Linked DNA regions of Callithrix jacchus: region 2 is linked to region 1. Evidence: chromatin contacts called from public Hi-C data. All regions are on one chromosome and are shown on one strand. Each heading gives the region's core, a stretch centred on a gene start, on an enhancer-like site or on the middle of the called end of the contact. The rest is flanking DNA. Distances are from core to core; before and after follow the strand shown.

Evidence for each region. Hi-C and Micro-C count contacts between places; a contact is called where the count stands out from the background.
Region 2: a Hi-C map of skeletal muscle shows a contact between it and region 1, with 8 times the contacts expected there. The contact joins two enhancer-like sites. A contact is called at or near these places in 2 of 3 Hi-C or Micro-C datasets (both in skeletal muscle).

Annotation. Positions count from the first base shown.
Region 1 is chr7:91,466,597-91,474,516 of calJac240_pri, forward strand. The region is part of intron 5 of SSBP3 (single stranded DNA binding protein 3); the gene reads right to left. Among named protein-coding and RNA genes, the nearest start is that of MRPL37, 69 kb to the left of the region's middle. Within about 2 kb of position 3,000, at least 10 of the 16 cell types and tissues checked have an H3K27ac peak or open chromatin away from gene starts, as enhancers often do. A contact at or near this core is called in skeletal muscle, where this site is marked.
Region 2 is chr7:91,672,254-91,680,173 of calJac240_pri, forward strand. No RefSeq gene overlaps it. Among named protein-coding and RNA genes, the nearest start is that of ACOT11, 49 kb to the right of the region's middle. Within about 2 kb of position 3,693, at least 14 of the 16 cell types and tissues checked have an H3K27ac peak or open chromatin away from gene starts, as enhancers often do. A contact at or near this core is called in skeletal muscle, where this site is marked.

The DNA of each region.
Region 1 (7,920 bases), core at 1,750-4,249:
CCCAGAACCTCTTCCACACATCAGTCACTAAGGCCGGGCCAAGCCCCTACGACTCCCTTCTAGAAAGAGTTGAAACCGTAAGGCAGCTCTTGCTCTTGGGTAAGCTGGAAGACCTGGGTCTCCAGAAAAAAAACAGTCCCAGACATGCCTACAACAACTCTAAGGTCTCAAGAGCCAACCCAGCAGACACCAGGTGGGGCTTCATCAGCATCATCTCACGACCTTCTCGAAGCTGACCTAAGAGGTCAGGGCTATCATTGCTTCCAATTACCAGATGAAGCAACCAAGGGAACCCATATACCCACCTAAGCTGTGTGACACCAGAGGCCTCCAGGAAGGATGGACCACCTTCACAGAGGGTGAGGGAGCGATGGGACCCAGCACCTTCCTGTCCAAGACAGAAGGGACAGATGAGCTGACCGTCATGAGGGGAGCTCCAGCTCAGCTGCTGGTCCACGGGGATCCCGAAGCCCAGTCACTCATCTTTCCACACAGTAATAAATCATTACTCATGTGAATACAGCACTGTGGGTTTCTTTTGAGACAGGGTCTTGTTCTGTTGCCCAGGCTGGAGTGCAGTGGTGTGACTGGGGCTCAGTGCCGTATCAGCCTCCGGGGCTCAAACCATCCTCCCACTTCAGCCTCCATGGCCGCTGGGACTATGAGCCTATGCAACCACGCCTGGCTCATTTTTAAAATTTTCTTTTATAGAGACAGGGTCTCACTATATTGCTCAGGCTAGTTTTGAACAGGCCTCAAGTGATCCTCCTGCCTTGGCCTCTCACAGTGCTGGGATTTGCAGGTGTGAGCCACCACATGTGGCCTGAATATAGGTTTATATGTATAGTCAATCCTTACCACAGCTCCAAAAAGGACATGGGATGATTTGCTACGTAACTGTTCCTACAGCACAGCTCAGGAAAACCGCCTGAAGAGGCTGGGTCACTGCCAGGCTCACACTGCCAGGAAGTGCAGGGTCAAGACCCTGTTCATAGCCACTCTGTGACCTCCCTGATGCTGAGCTGGGTGCCCTCCCATCCCCATCCCTGTGCTGCATACAGACCTGGTACTTCATGAAGAGTGTGCCCCTCTACCTACCCACCATGTCCCCAGTCTCTTTCCCACCATTTTGGTCTTGAGCAAGAAATAAGAGATGGAGCTTTTCTTTCTTTTTTTGAGACAGGGTCTTGCTCTGTTGCCCAGGCTGGAGTGCAGTGGCACAATTTCAGCTCACTGAAACCTCTGCCTCCCAGGTTCAAGTGATTCTCCTGCCGCTGACTCCTAAGTAGATGGGATTACAGTTGTGCGCCACCACACCTGGCTAACTTTTGTATTTTTAGTAGAGATAGGGTTTTACCATGTTGGTCAGGCTGGTCTTGAACTCCTGACATCAGGGGATCCACCTGCCTCAGCCTCCCAAGAGCTGGAATTACAGGCATGAGCCACCGTGCCCGGCCTGAGATGGGGCTTTCTGAGAGAAAAGTTTACAGGATCACAGGTGGGCCCGGCCCAGGAGGATTCCAAGGCCCTTTGGGAGAGGAAGTGTTTCAGAGAGAGGTTGTCTAGGAGTGAATTTAGGCAGTAACAGGACATGAACCTGACCCCACACTAGGGATCCTGGCATTCAGAACAGTGCCTGACACAGCTGGATGCTGGAATGGCCTCTGACCCCCAGGGCAGTGCTGGGGCCCAGAGCCCAGCCCAGACTCCCCTGAAGACCAGGTTCCTCCCACTGCGGCGTGAGCTTACTCAGGGTGTCTGTCCTGATCCATATAATGCCGAGGGCGTGTTATTACAGGATTCTGCTGGAATTCTCTTCCTCAAACCTCTTCTGCTACAAGGGCTAAGGAATTTGACCTTTTTTTTTTTAAAGGAGAAAAACCTCAGTATGGTTTGCTGAGAAGGTAGGTGGGGACAGGAGCAGAAGGGAATCCACCCTCAGTCAGCTATGAAGAGACAAAACAAAAACACCCTCCAGCCCCACAGGGCCCCAGCCACAGGGAACAATCACTCCGTCCTAAGTAAATGCAAAGTGAAAACTCAGGTCCAAAGGGGAAAGGATAAAGCAGCCTACGCTCTTAAAAAGCGTGAAGTGAAGGTAGCTACTGACGCCCATCCTTCCAGTATCAGATCCACAGAAGCCAGAGATTCCAGAGTCCTTTTACAGCCTGAGAGCATAGCCCCAGTGAGGGCTTGGCCAAGAGCAGCACCAAGAACAGAGCCCAGGCCTCCTAAGTCCAAGAGGCCAGAGACTCCTTCCCCACCCCCTCCCTCAAAAGGGAGAAGAGAGGAGTGAAAGTCCCACCCTGGGCTTGGGAGACCAGGAGAAGGTGGTGTGCAGCCCAGCTGGGCTCTGTGGCATGGGGCTGGCTCCGCGTTAGGGGGCAGTCGAGGCCCTAGCAGCCGCTGGGTGCTTTGTTACCGAGCAAATCTCCCAGGCGCTGCCTGCTGATGCATAGCTAACTGGGCGGCAGACATTGATTTATGTTCAACTTTCCATTTCATCAGCGAGAGTTAAAGCGCTACATGTGGAGTTCACATTTTTCAGAGAGGGAGGGAGAGGCGGCTCGAGTGTGCAGACACAAACATGTCCACATGCGTGCACACAGGCACACGCACCAGTCAGGGCTGCAACTTTTTTTCCTATTTAAGGGGGAGGGCGACAGGGCTGAGCCAGCCGCCGCTGAGGCAGCCTGGCACGTCAGGAGTAACCTTTAGTGCACTGTTGCTAGGAGCCCCAGTGCCGGTCATCTGCGGCTGGGCAGACGTTAGGCACCAGGCTGGCTGCCGGGCAGGGAGGGGAGCACAGCCTGACCTTTGCGAGGGAGGTGCTAGCAAGTAAAAAAAGGCTTTCTTTCCTCTCCTCTGCCCCAGGCCTCTTCTCACTGGCCAGGAGATTGTGGAGGGCTGGACCAGCCCAGACCCATATGCTTCAGAGTGGCCAGCACCCACCACTGGACAGAGAGGCAAGCTAAGGCCAAGAGGGCAGGCTGGATCTCAAGGACACACAGGTGTGCAGGGCCGTACTCCAACCAGGGTGTCCCACTCCCAGGGCATGGGGCTTCAGGTGGGCTGCAGCACAGCAAGCAGAGGAGGAGCTGCCGCTCCCAGAGCCAAGTCAGTTTGGAACAGGTGGGGCCTGGGGGTGGGGAGAGCAGTGGCTCCCCACCTCCAACTGTGGCCGGGAGCCCAGCAGTTGGGGCGCCCCGCCTCCTCTATAATCCTTCTCAGCAGGGGTGACCCTGCCTTCTGTCAGTCTGGAGGCCGACGGCAGGGTGGAGGAGCTGGAGGGGGTGGAGCGAACACATCCACCCTGACACAGCATCTCTGTCCTCCTCCCCAATGAAAGGCTGCATCTATCAGACTCCCCCTACCTGCAGAGAAGCAGACAGGGCCAGGCGAGGCCCAGAATGAGGAGGGGGTTTACTCCCCAACAGATAAGCAGTTATCAAGAAGCTGCGGATCCCCCCGCCCCACTGGAGCCTCAGTTTCTTGTGTATACACTGGCAATGCTGTTGGTTCTTAGGACTACCTCATAGGGCCAAATGAAATCACAGCATTACAGCAGGGGACAGCTTTTCTAGCCTGGAGAATTTTCTAGCCTGCTGGTAGTAGCTTCTACCAGCAACTACTAACATAAGAGGGAATCAGACAGTTCCACTCTCAGGCCTGAGAACACTGGCTGGGGTGGGTGGGAGGGCTAGGCTGTGCAGCCCCAGATGAAGTGTCCATACCTGCCTCCTGCCCCCCATCTGTGCAGGCCACAAGTCAGGCCTCCTTTAGGCTCCAACATCACCAGAGGCCACCAATCACCGGCAGGGAAGCTGCCCTCAGTCTCACCCAGCAGCCACTCCTGCTCGGGCTGCAACCACCTCCAGAGGGGACCACAGCTGGACTCCACACTGGCCAGCCTGCCAAGGGCTGTAGAGCCTCTTCCTGGGATCACATTGTTCCCCTTATTAGGAACCTTCCATGGCTCCCCGACTTTAAGTCCTTCCCGTGTCTATTCTTGGCTCCATCCCCACACCCTAGCCCGCTTGTCCAGGCCCCTGCCACCCCAAACTTGCCCCATCACATCACATCCTGCACAGGCTCCCTTTCACCTGGCACACTTCCCCACCCCAATTCACTGCCAACTGCCTTCTCCTCCTCAACCCAAATGTCAGTCCCTCGGGGAGGCTTCCCCAGAGAAGCCAGGCTAGCTGCTCCCTGCACCTGCCCCCATGGCATTCTTCCTGTCAACCTCTCCAGTGTGGCACACAGTCACTCCCTGCCCCCTCCACCAGACTAAGAGCCCCTTGAGGGTGGGGTCCGTGGCTGCCTCTTGGGTGACTGACCGGTCCCCTGCCCTTAGACACCATGTCTGACCGAGGGGCTGAGGGACAACCAAGCAAGCCTGGCCAGGTCTCACATGATCAGGGCTCAGCTCCTTCCCCTGCCCTGCCTTCACCTCACCATTATGTCAGGTAGGTTGGACCCCAGCCCCCGCCACCAAGCTTCCACCAGTAAAAGGCTTTGGAAACCAAAAGCAAACAAGGTGGCTTAATTCTTCCCAAGTCTCCCCTTGTCCCAAACTTGTCCTGGTCAGCACAGAGAGGCCTTTCCTGCCGTAGCAGCTTTCTGGCAGGGGGAATGTCCGCTCCCTCTGCTGGCTTCTGCTTCCCGCTGGAGAGCAGGGCAGGAAACAGACAGCATTTGGCACAGCTTTTGGAAACTGCACCAGTTGCTCCCAGGGGTATGTCCTCATTTACTGGGCTTCGACCCTCCCTGGGAACACATTGGCCACCCCACAGCTCACAGCACCCAAGGCACTCCACTGGGCATCCTGCCTCTGCTTAGTTACCCACTGCTGTTGAGCAGCTCACCACTTCATCATTAATTTGGCAGATGACAGAAATGTCTTCCATACAATGATCCAAATTGTCCTCCCTCTTCTTTTCTCTCAAGGACTTGGGATCTGGGGTTGAGAGCTCACAGAGGCAGGTCTGAGTACACGGCAGGCTCTCCATCGCAGAACTTAAGATACTTCAACTCAGTCATCAGAGCTCTCGGTAGGCTGCCCTTCTCCCAGAGAAACCCCAGCTACTTCTGCAGGAGATGAGAAAAGCTTTCTAGTCACGCATGTCTCTCTCCTCTCTTGTTTTCTGGGTCATGTCTCTGGCTCTTGGGCTACACAAATTGTTTGCTCTTTCTTGTCCTCTTCCCATAACCAATGGGAAGGGTTCTCTAGGGACCTCAACATCTTTCTAAGGCTGGTGGGCCTGGCCAGCAGGAATGAGGACTCATTGCAAAGTGTCAAATACTCCCTATTACCCTTCACCAAGGTGGAAGGTATCTAGATGTTCAAAGCAGGATGGGCTAAGCTTTTGGCAACAGAAGCTGGGACCCCTCCTCCAGGACTGTCTTTTCCAGAGAAGGCACTCAAGAGTCTTTAACCCTGTGGCCTCTGCTGGCTCTCTGTCACACAGCATCCATCATCAAGATGGTCAGCTACTCTCTGGTGGGGCACGGTGGCTCACACCTATAATCCCAGCACTTAAAGAGGCCGAGGTGGGTGGATCACTTCAGGTCAGGAGTTCGAGACCAGCCTGGCCAACACGGTGAAACCCCCGTTTCTATTAAAAATACAAAAAGCTGGGCGTGGTAGTGGGTGCCTGCAATCCTAGATACTCAGGAGGCTGAGGCAGGAGAATTGCTTGAACCCAGGAGGTGGAGGTAGCAGTGAGCTGAGATCACCACTGCACTCCAGCTTGGGTGACAGAGTGAGACCCTGTCTCAAAAAAAAAAAAAAAAAAAAAAAAAAAAGGTTGTCAACTCCTTTCTGAGCACTGGCTGCAATGCCCAAGTCCCCGTCACCACAAAGCCACTGGAGCAGTTGCAGAGGAACTGTTTTGGAACACAGATCTGGTCAAGACATTATCCAGCCCAGGGTACTTCCCTGGCTTCCCACTGCCCACCGGATCAAGCCCACACCCAACAAGGTCCTTCAACAACTGCCCAGCAACCTCTCCAGCCTCATCTCCCACTGAGCACCTGTAAACCACCTAATTCTAGACACCATCTCAGTCAGGGCTACACTGCCTCCAGGAACCCCTTCCTGAACTTTCATCTTGGCAGGCAGACAGGCCTCTCCTCTGTTTTGCCACCAGGCCTGGGTTACCTGTCTGTCTCTCTGCTAGGCTGGCTGCTCCTGTGGGCAGGCTATGGTTGATTCAGTTCAAGGCTAGAGCCAAGCCCCATGCCTTGTACATCAGAGACGGCCAATGACTGTCATAACCATAATCCTTTCTCCTGTGATTTCATTTCCCTGTCTATAAATGGAAGCTTGAATTAGATCAGGGATGGCAAATAGGATGTGTACCACCACTGACACGTTCACGTTCATGGTAGACATTGCCAGTCACTGTTGAGCCCAGACACACAGCTTCAGAATCATTCTCACAGTGTCCTGGGCAGCCACCACGCATCAAGCAGAGCTGGCATATGAATGGAAACTTACTTGCTACTTCTTTAGATAAGAGTTATAGTTTCTCTGTCTCCTTTTGGTCTCTCCCTCCTTTTCTCTAGTTCTCTAATCTCCCTGCTTCCTCCATCCAATCAGATGAGTATCTACGTTTGGACTCTGGAGTGTTTGTGGAAGAGCACTCCATGAGGAACCAGGAAACCTGGGTTTAGACTCTGATTACAGCCCCTGGTCAACTCTGGGCAAGTCATTCTCCTTTCCGAGTCTCACTTTCTCAGTGTGCATGCCTTCTCTGCAGAAAAACTGTGATGAAAATGAAAGTAAGCTGCATGTTTAAAACACTATGTAACTGAAAACAATTATTGGAATTCAAAAACAAAACAAGAAGAAAAACAGCCTGTACCCAATGCTCAGTTCTCCACGACCCCTGCCCTCTTGTGATTCCTGTTTTGGACTCAGAAACCCTTAATGGACAGTGCCCTCCTTGGGACCACTTTAGAGCCAAGGAACTTAGGAATTCTTACTGGACAGTGCCCCCCTTAAGGACCAAGGAACTAGGGGACCCACCCAGATCAGTGGGGCTGGCCAAAGCCAAGCTGGGTTTGCCAGATGTGCAGCCCAACCCAGCTAAGCTGCATGAAAAAAAAAAAAAAAAAAAAAAAAAAATGCCACTGCTTGATTATGTAAAGTCCATCTGGATCCAAAGCAGAAAATCAAACCTGGAAGGGCCCCTCAGAGACCATCTGGTCCAGCCTGCTCCATCTACTGGTGAGAAAACTGGGAGTTCAGAGATGGGGAGCAACTTGCCCAAGGTCACTCAGCAAGTAAGCAGCCAAGCCCTCTTTGTCTTTCCCTGCTGCAAAACACCAGGACACCACTCCTGAACTCCCAAGCCGGCTTCCTGTTAGACCCTCCCTGATCAGAATGTCAGATCTAGCACTCTGGGGCTGACTGGGCTCCTCTCCTATAAGATGAGCAATAAAGTAGGCTCAGTTCAAACATTTACTGGGTCCTTAGTATATGACAGGTGCTAGGGATGCCAATGTTGGGGCAGTCTTGTTTTTAAACAAGAAATTCAGAAGTAGAATGCCCTTGCTAAATTCTACCAAGACCCCAAGAACCCCACACTATTCCCCAACAGTGAGGTGTGGTCAGGTCAGTTTCCAAGCCACCTCCCTGCCAGCCCGTAACTGGCTACCAGAGACATCTTGTGCCACAGGACCACAATAGGTACTGCCCGCACCTTGGAAACCTGGACATGGATGAAGTAAAAGCTGATGGCAGACCCCCATGTGTGGATGGCCAAAATTTGTGACCTCAGGCGTGGCCTTGAAGCCTGGCAGTCAGAGGCCTACAGGAGCAAGGCCCTGTGCTGCTTACTGAGTGGCTGGGATGGAGGTGGACAGCTGCTCCCTCCCACCCAACCCTGGAGGCCTGCTGGCTTCTACGTTTAGGAC
Region 2 (7,920 bases), core at 2,443-4,942, 210 kb after region 1:
TGGGATGCTCTCTATTGGAGCTTGAGCATATCTGTAATTTGGTGACCTCTGTGGTCTAGAGGTGGTTTGCTTTTTTGGATCTTAGCTCACAGTTGGAACTGGAGCAGGATTACAGGCATGATGGCTGCATGGTGGCAGAGGCTCCATCGCAACCAGCCACAAGTCACAACAGCCCCACCGGTCCTGCTGGACACATACTCTAAGATCCACAGAACACGACAGATCCTTGATCTTCAAAGAGCCTCCCTCCACCCCAGTTTAATTTGTGGGCAGATTGAAGTCCTTGCTCAAGGTCACAGGACAGGGCATGGCTTCTCTGAGAGGTGAGTTCATGCTGGGTCCTGGTATTGTCTCCCCAAACCCCAGGGACCTCTAGTGTCTGCCTCTCCTTGCCTTTCCTTAGCACAAGAGATGGTCTTTAACACACATGGAAAGAGATCCTAATTCTTTTTAATTAGGAGGATACAAAGGGAGAAGTCAGGAGGCTGCCCCCACCCACGGATGGGAGACTAAGTGCTCCCCAAATTACACAGCAGATGCCAGGGCTGGGGCAACAAGACCCAGCTTGATAGCTTTGTGGTAACCACAGCCAGCACAATTTTATTTTATGTTTTAACTCCTCAGTGATATATAGACCTCTCACAGGCAGGAGAAATGGCATCCAGAACTTCTCCCTTTAAAAAAAAGATTATTTTTCAACTTGCGCAACATGCCCAGCTTAATTAACCCTTTTGTCAGGAAGCTTGGTCTGCCCCAGGCAGTGTGAGAAAACTGCTTCTGCTCTGTGCGGTGGGAGCAGTACAAAAAACATGTGCCAGCTTGGGCACTGCCTTGCCCTGGGACCCGTGGCTGGTCCAGAGCCTCTGCGGCATTTGGGTCTTCACTGGACAAATTGCTCTATGGGCAGTTTTATGTGCCTCCTCTGGGATCTCTGTTTTTTTTTTTTCCTGCTTTTAACATTTCAGCCTCAGGCGCCTCTTCTATAGGAGACTCTGCATCACAGCACGTCACCCCTCAAACCCTGTTCCCACACAGCCTTGCTATTCAGAACTGGAACCGTGGTGTTCTTTTTTTTTTTTTTTCAAGACAAGAGTCTCCGTGCCCAGACTGGAGTGCAGTGGTGTGATCTCGGCTCACTGCAACCTCTGCCTCCCGGGTTCAAGCGATTCTCCTGCCTCAGCCTCCCAAGTAGCTGGGATTACAGGCGCCCACCACCACACTCAGCTAATTTTTGTACTTTTAGTAGAGACAGGGTTTCACCATGTTGGCCAGGCTGGTTTCAAAGTCCTGACCTCAGGTGATCCACCCACCTTGGCCTCCCTAACTGCTGGGATTACAGGGGTGACCCACCCAGCCCAGCAACCACAGTGTTTCAAATCAGAGCTCACCTCTGACCCCCTCCCACTCCCTCATATGCATGTACTAAAGAGACTGAAGAGCCCCACCCCACCCCACCTCCCCATCTCTGACTGTGTCCATTCCTCTCTGGCCACACTGACTCTGCTTAATGTTGCTTGTATTACTGCACCTCTCTGTGCCCTCTTAGCTTTTTATTTATTTATTTATTTAGACTGAGTTCCGCTCTTGTTGCCCACCCAGGCAGGAGGGCAATGGTGCAATCTTGACTCACTGCAACCTCTGCCTGAGGGTTCAAGTGTTTCTCCTGCCTAAGCCTCCCGAATAACTGGGTTAACAGGCATGCGCCACCACGCTGGATAATTTTTTTTTTTTGAAATGGAGTTTCACTGTTGTTACCCACACTGGAGTGCAATGGCACAATCTCGGCTCACAGTAACCTCCGCCTTCTGGGTTCAAGCAATTCTCCTGCCTCAGCCTCCTGAGTAGCTGGGACTACAGGCATGCACCACCATGCCAGCTAATTTTTGTATTTTTAGTAGAGACAGGGTTTCACCTTGTTGACCAGGATGTCCTCGATCTCTTCACCTCGCGATCCACCTGCCTCGGCCTCCCAAAGTGCTGGGATTATAGGCATGAGCCACCGCGCCCGGCCTCGCAGGATAATTTTATATTTTTAGTAGAGATGGGGTTTCTCCATGTTTGACAGGCTGGTCTCAAATTCCCAACCTCAGGTGATCCGCCCGCCTCAGCCTCCCAAAGTGGTGGGATTACAGGCGTGAGCTACCCTGCATGGCCCCTCTTAGCTTTTTAACGCTCAGCTCTGTTCTGTCCCTTCCTTGGTCAGAAAGCTTCAGGAACCCCGCCCCCCAGCCTGTTCTGCAACTGTCTGATGGATAAAGCCCCAACTTCTGCCCCTTCTAGACCCAGGGTCCCAAGACCTAGCCCAGTCCCAACCCGTTTATGTTTTCCGCGCTCCATTCATTCAATGTGCAAATATTTGTTGAGCCCTTACTATATGCCAGGAATTATGCTGGGCATTCAGGAGATTGTCGATGCACAAATGCACAGAAACCAAGTGTGTTTCGAGAGCTCCGGGGTTCAGGGGCTCTGAGGAGGGGCATGGAGTTGAGAGAGGGACTGGGCTGCCGCCAGCTTTCTTCTCACTGGTTTCCTGTTTACCATTAGCAGCTGCCCATCCCTCCTAGCGCACAAATACCCAAGTGAACCTTGGTATGTTTTCAGACCCGCAGCTCAATCACAAGCATGAAGCAGGCGACTTGAAATCCACCTTCAGCTGCCTTGAAAACCTGCACAGGAACGCCTTTAGATTCCCCCGCCCATGCTCTCCCCAGTTTCAATCTTCCTTTCCCCCTTTTGAGGACATAGGTCCCCTTGAAGTTTTTGTTTGCTTGCAGTAGGGGAAAAACAGCTTTACGTGTAGAGGGTTTTTTCCTTTTTTTTTTTTTTTTTTAATATTAAGCATCAAGAGACACAGCAATCTGCTTGGAGACACTGTACGTGCATAATTAATAAAATCGCATTATTTATTTATAAAGAGACACACGAGGAACGGGAGAATTAGGGCTATCCCCATTATATATGAAGAGAGGGAGAAAGAGTGAAGAGGCAAAATACTTTTTGAACATTAGATCCTTCCAGAGAAGTGTCTCTTAATATGCAGTGAATAAACGACATGTATTCCTCATCCAAGTGGTGCCCTGTGCCCAGAAGGCATCAGAAAAACAGAAACCTGGTTCAGGGGCTTAAAAAAGGAACCGGATCGATGTGGCGCTCGCAGTGCCCAGCATGCCGGCGTTGGTTAGTTGGCAGGAGAGCAGGAGAGAGAGGAGGCGCGGTGGAGGGTTTGGGCGCCTGGAAAGCGGCTTGAGAGCTAGTCCGGGGCTTCCAAAGGAGGGGGACTTGGGGCACAGAATCCCTGGCAGGTGAGGGAGAAGCGGCTACAGTCGCCCCACTGGGCACCACATACATAACCCAGATGCCAGCGAAGGGGAGCCCCTGGTTTCGATTAGCCCATTGCAAACCAGGTCACATGAACTTGGTGGTGGCCAGGGGGTTCTAGATGGCAGCTTTGTCCTTGGACCTCTGCATCCCGGATGCCCGGGCAAGATCGCCAGTATCAATAACCCAACTTATTATATAACAGCCTCGGAGACCGGGAGGCAGGGTCAGGTCCTGCCAGGCTTCTAGAGCTGTCAGTGGACCTTCTCTGTCCTCGTCTCTCTCCCTCTTCCTCTCATTTTTTTTTCTTGAGACATGCTTTAAAATAGAAAACAGGCTTGTGCAGGAACCAAACACACAGAGAGGGGTGGTTTGTAGGGATTTTTCCCCCCACCTCCCTCGAGGGCAAGCAACTCCTGCAGCGCCACTCTCGGCCTTCCCCGGGCGGTGGGCTCGGCGCGGGGGGCGGCGCAGGGAGGGCGGCGTCGGCCGGGGCAGCAGCCTCCGCAGGGTTACCCGGGCGCGTGCAGGGAAACGTCTCAGCAATTCCAGCGCCCGAGCGGAGCGCGCGGGGGGGTGGGGGCGCGCAGCGCGGGGCACCTTGAAACCGCCGGCGGCCGCGCGCTGATTGGCCGAGCCGCAGCCTCGGCGTTCCAGCCAGGCGCCCCTCCCCCCGCGCCGTCCACCCCGGAAGGAATTTCCTCCTCTGGCGGCCGCTATTGTTGTCCACCTTCGCTGTTTGGGTCGGATCGCGTAACCATAGTATCCAAACTGTCCGCGCGGGGCCCCAGCCTGGGACCCCTGTGCCCCCACCCCTCCAGCCCACCCCCCACTTTTTTTTTTTTGCAGCCTACTTATCATGACTTCATCGGACTCCGGGGAGCGGGAGAGGGGGCTGGGGCGGGGGGCGGGGAGCGGTCTCGCTTCTGGCGGCCCTGACTTCGAGATGTTTTCAATTATAATTTTTTAAAGTCTGCTTTGTGGGTTCGGGTCTTTAAAATTCTTCCTACTTGCCCCACTCCCCATGAAACCGTTGGACCAAACTTGAATGGGGTTTTCCTCCGTTTCCCCTTTACCGTCTAGGCTCCAAACCCTGACTTTACGGCTCACGGTCGGGGATGGGGGAAATTCGCAGCAGGAGTCACCCCCCCAAACGCTACCCTTCAGATCGTTACTGTCTCCTGGCCCCTGGCCTGGATTTGAGCTGGGGTAGCGAGGCTGATGGTGGGGTGAAAACATCATCCACTGCAGCACCCCCTACCCCGGGGCGCTTCCTGGCGGGGTTGGGGGATCCCCAGAGATTGATCTTTGGTAGGTGGTGCGGTGTGGATGCCCATCAAACATCGGGGAGGGGTGGCAGCAGAGGGATGAAGGGGAGACGGGGAAAGCAGCTGACAGGTTACTGGAAAAACAAGCCCCCTCGCCCCTCGAATTTCTCTCACGGGTCTCCGAGCTCAGACATCCTAGTCCGCGCCGGCAGCCCGAGCCGAATGCCTGCTCCCACCCCCGGCCAAAAAATAAAACAACCCCAAACAAAACCCTGTCCCCAGAAGTGCATTCGGCTGGGAGAGGTGGGGAGCCAGCAGCGAGTCCGCACCGAGCCGGCGACGCGCAGCGCGGGAGCCCCCGGGCTGGGGCCGGCCGCGGGGGGCGGCGTGTGTGCGGGGGCGGGGGTGTCCAACATTCCCAGAACTCAAATATTCTCCCGGCGCTGGGCCGGACGGGGGCAGTGACTGCTAGGGCCCAAGCTCGGGGCAACACTGCCCCCTAGGGGCCGCCGCCGGAGGTTTGCAGCTGGGGCTGGCGAGGGGTCTGGAGGTTTGTTTGGGTCTAGCCCTGGGACCAGGCACTTTGGCCCGCACGTTTCACCGGCCAGCGGATCCGGGGAGTACCCGGGCAGGGCTACTATGATCCCCTGGCCGACCAGTGACAGGCCAGAGGCCTTCAAGTGCCAGTTCTGGGAGCTGGGGAGATATGGTAGTAGGGTTTGTATTTTTGCTCTAGAATTTAAAACTTTGGAAGACAGTTTTCCATAGGCTCTTGGTGATGGATGGAAACTTTTAAGATCATGACTGAGTCCCCTCATGGTGCAGTTGGAGAAACTGAGGCTCAGAGAAGGGAATGATTTGCTCAGGGATATGGGGTTTGAACCTGTCCTCCCAGTTGTCATCTGCGGCCCTGTGGCTTTTTCGGGCTCACAAAGTCCTCTTTGATTCCTCTGACACCCATGGCTTGCTGTCAGGCATCACCACTCTCATTTTACAAATGAGAAATTAGAGAGGTCTCAACTTGCTCAGTGAGCCTATCTTTTAGTTCAGCCCTCTAGACCGTGGGGACTTGGGGGACCTGAACCTTAGGGTCAATTAGCAGGCCGGCCTTCTGCTCTGGGGCCCCATGGTATTCTATGGTCATCCCTGCCATACCCGGGTGGAGGTGGCTGCTCCAGGCTGGTGGCGGGTGGTGGTAATTTAACAGCGGGGTTGAGTTTGCTGAAACCTAGGCTCTTGGCCTCTAAACAGCTGCCATCAATGGTCCTCAGTTTCACCATCTTTAGAGTGGTTGGTAGCAAGCGGATCTAAGAGTCTGGAATCTTCCAGTGGTTGGGGACACTGTACGCTCCGCCTCTTTGGTCTGCCACGCCCTCTCCTTCTCTCCTTCCTTTCTAGGTTGTGGTCTGCAGGCTGGCTTCCTCCCGCCTCCCTTCCTCCCTCCCTGCAGGGCTCCTGCAGCCGCCCCTCTCTCCCCTCCCCTCCCCTCCTGGCCTGTGCTGACTGCCGGAGGGAGCAGTGGGCACAGAGCCAGTAGAGTGTCAAGTCAACCCCTGGGGAAGATGGGGTGGGGGGCTGCCGGGTTGCTGCTGAGGCGCTGTCAGAGGCTGCAGCTCTGTGCTGGCAGGGACAGAGTCCCCAGGGGTTATTTCTGTCTAAGGTAACTGGTGTCCGAGCTTGCTGCTAGCCTCCTTCCTGTCCCTAGAGACCAGGGAAACTGTTCTGGGAGTCATCTGGAGTCTTCCCTCTCCCTCACTGCCCACGGACAGTCAGGCACCAAGTCTGGGCCTTTCTCCTCTTAAATATCTCCCGTTGTCCCTTTTTCTGATGGGAGATATTTAAGGGGAGAAATGCCCAGAGATCAGATCACTGTTCCCTGATCTCCCAGGGGCTAGCTCTCAACTGGCCCCTGCAGGCCTTACTCCAACACTGTCTGGGAACCTCTCCTGTGAAGCCCAGCCTGGCCCTGCCTCCCACTGCCCTCCTGGCCAGCCCTCTGGGACCTGGGCCTGCCCGCCTCTGCAGCCGAATTTGAGTCTTTCTTTGACACAGACTTTCTGTCCTGGTGACATTGCATGTGACTTCTGGAGCCTGCCACGCTCCCTGGGGTTCCATGGGTCATCGGTCAGGTCCTGCCCAGTCTCAGGGACACTGATGTGGATAACTCCAGCCCTTCCCTGCAGAAAGCTCATAGACTCATGGGGGAGACCCTGCACCCCCCACCCCCGACCTGGTCACAGAATGATTATTGGCAGAATGGAGTCTTAAGAGGATCCTTACCCATCCTGGGGGAAAATCAGGGAAGACTTCCTGCAGGAAAGGGGGCTTGTGCTGAGTGCAGAGAGAGGAGTAGAGGTAAATGGGGAAGACTCCAGGTAGAGGGAGTGTGGTGGGCAGGCACAGTCCTGACAGAGCAGAACTCCTAGGGCAGTGATAAGACTGTAGCTGAGGTGTAGAGAGAGTTGAAGCTGGAGGGAGGCAGGTTCAGGTGGTCTGTGTGTGTTGGCCTAAAGCACCGGGACTTCCACGTGCAGGTCACCGGGACCACAGAGGGCCCTGAGCTCTGGGCTGGACTCCGTGTTGGGAACACTCTCCCTCTTGCAACCAGGACCTGGGGATGCAGAAATGCCTTTTTTTCAGGGGATGGGGACGGAGTCTTGCTCTGTTGCACAGGCTGGAGTGCAGTGGCACGATGATTTCAGCTCACTGTAATGTCATCCTGGATTCAGTTCTCTTGCCTCAGCAAGAGTTGTTGGGACAAAGGTGTGTGCTCCTATGCCCAGCTGATTTTTTTTCCTTTTTTTTGAGATGAAGTGTCACTCTTGTTGTCCAGGCTGGAGTGCAGTGGCGTGATCTCAACTTACTGCAACCTCCGCCTCCCGGGTTCAAGCAGTTCTTTTAGCTGAGATTATAGGCACCTGTAGCTGGGGTTATAGGCACCTGTCACCACACCCAGCTAATTTTTTGTTTATTTTTTTTGGAGGGGATGGAGTCTTACTCTGTCACCAGGCTGGTGTGCAAATGGCGAGATTGGCTCACTGCAACTTCCACCTCCCAGGTTCAAGCGATTCTCCTGCCCAGCTGGGACTACAAGTGCACACCACTACGCCCAGCTAATTTTTGTATTTTTAGTAGAGACAGGGTTTCATCATTTTAGTCAGGCTAGTCTCGAACTCCTGACCTCAAGTGATCCACCTGCCTCGGCCTCCTAGAGTGCTGGGATTACAGGCATGAGCCACCATGCCCAGTCTTTAATTTTTGTGTTTTTAGTGGAGACGGGGATTCACCATGTTACCTAGGCTGGTCTTGAACTCATGATGGCAAGCAATCCCCC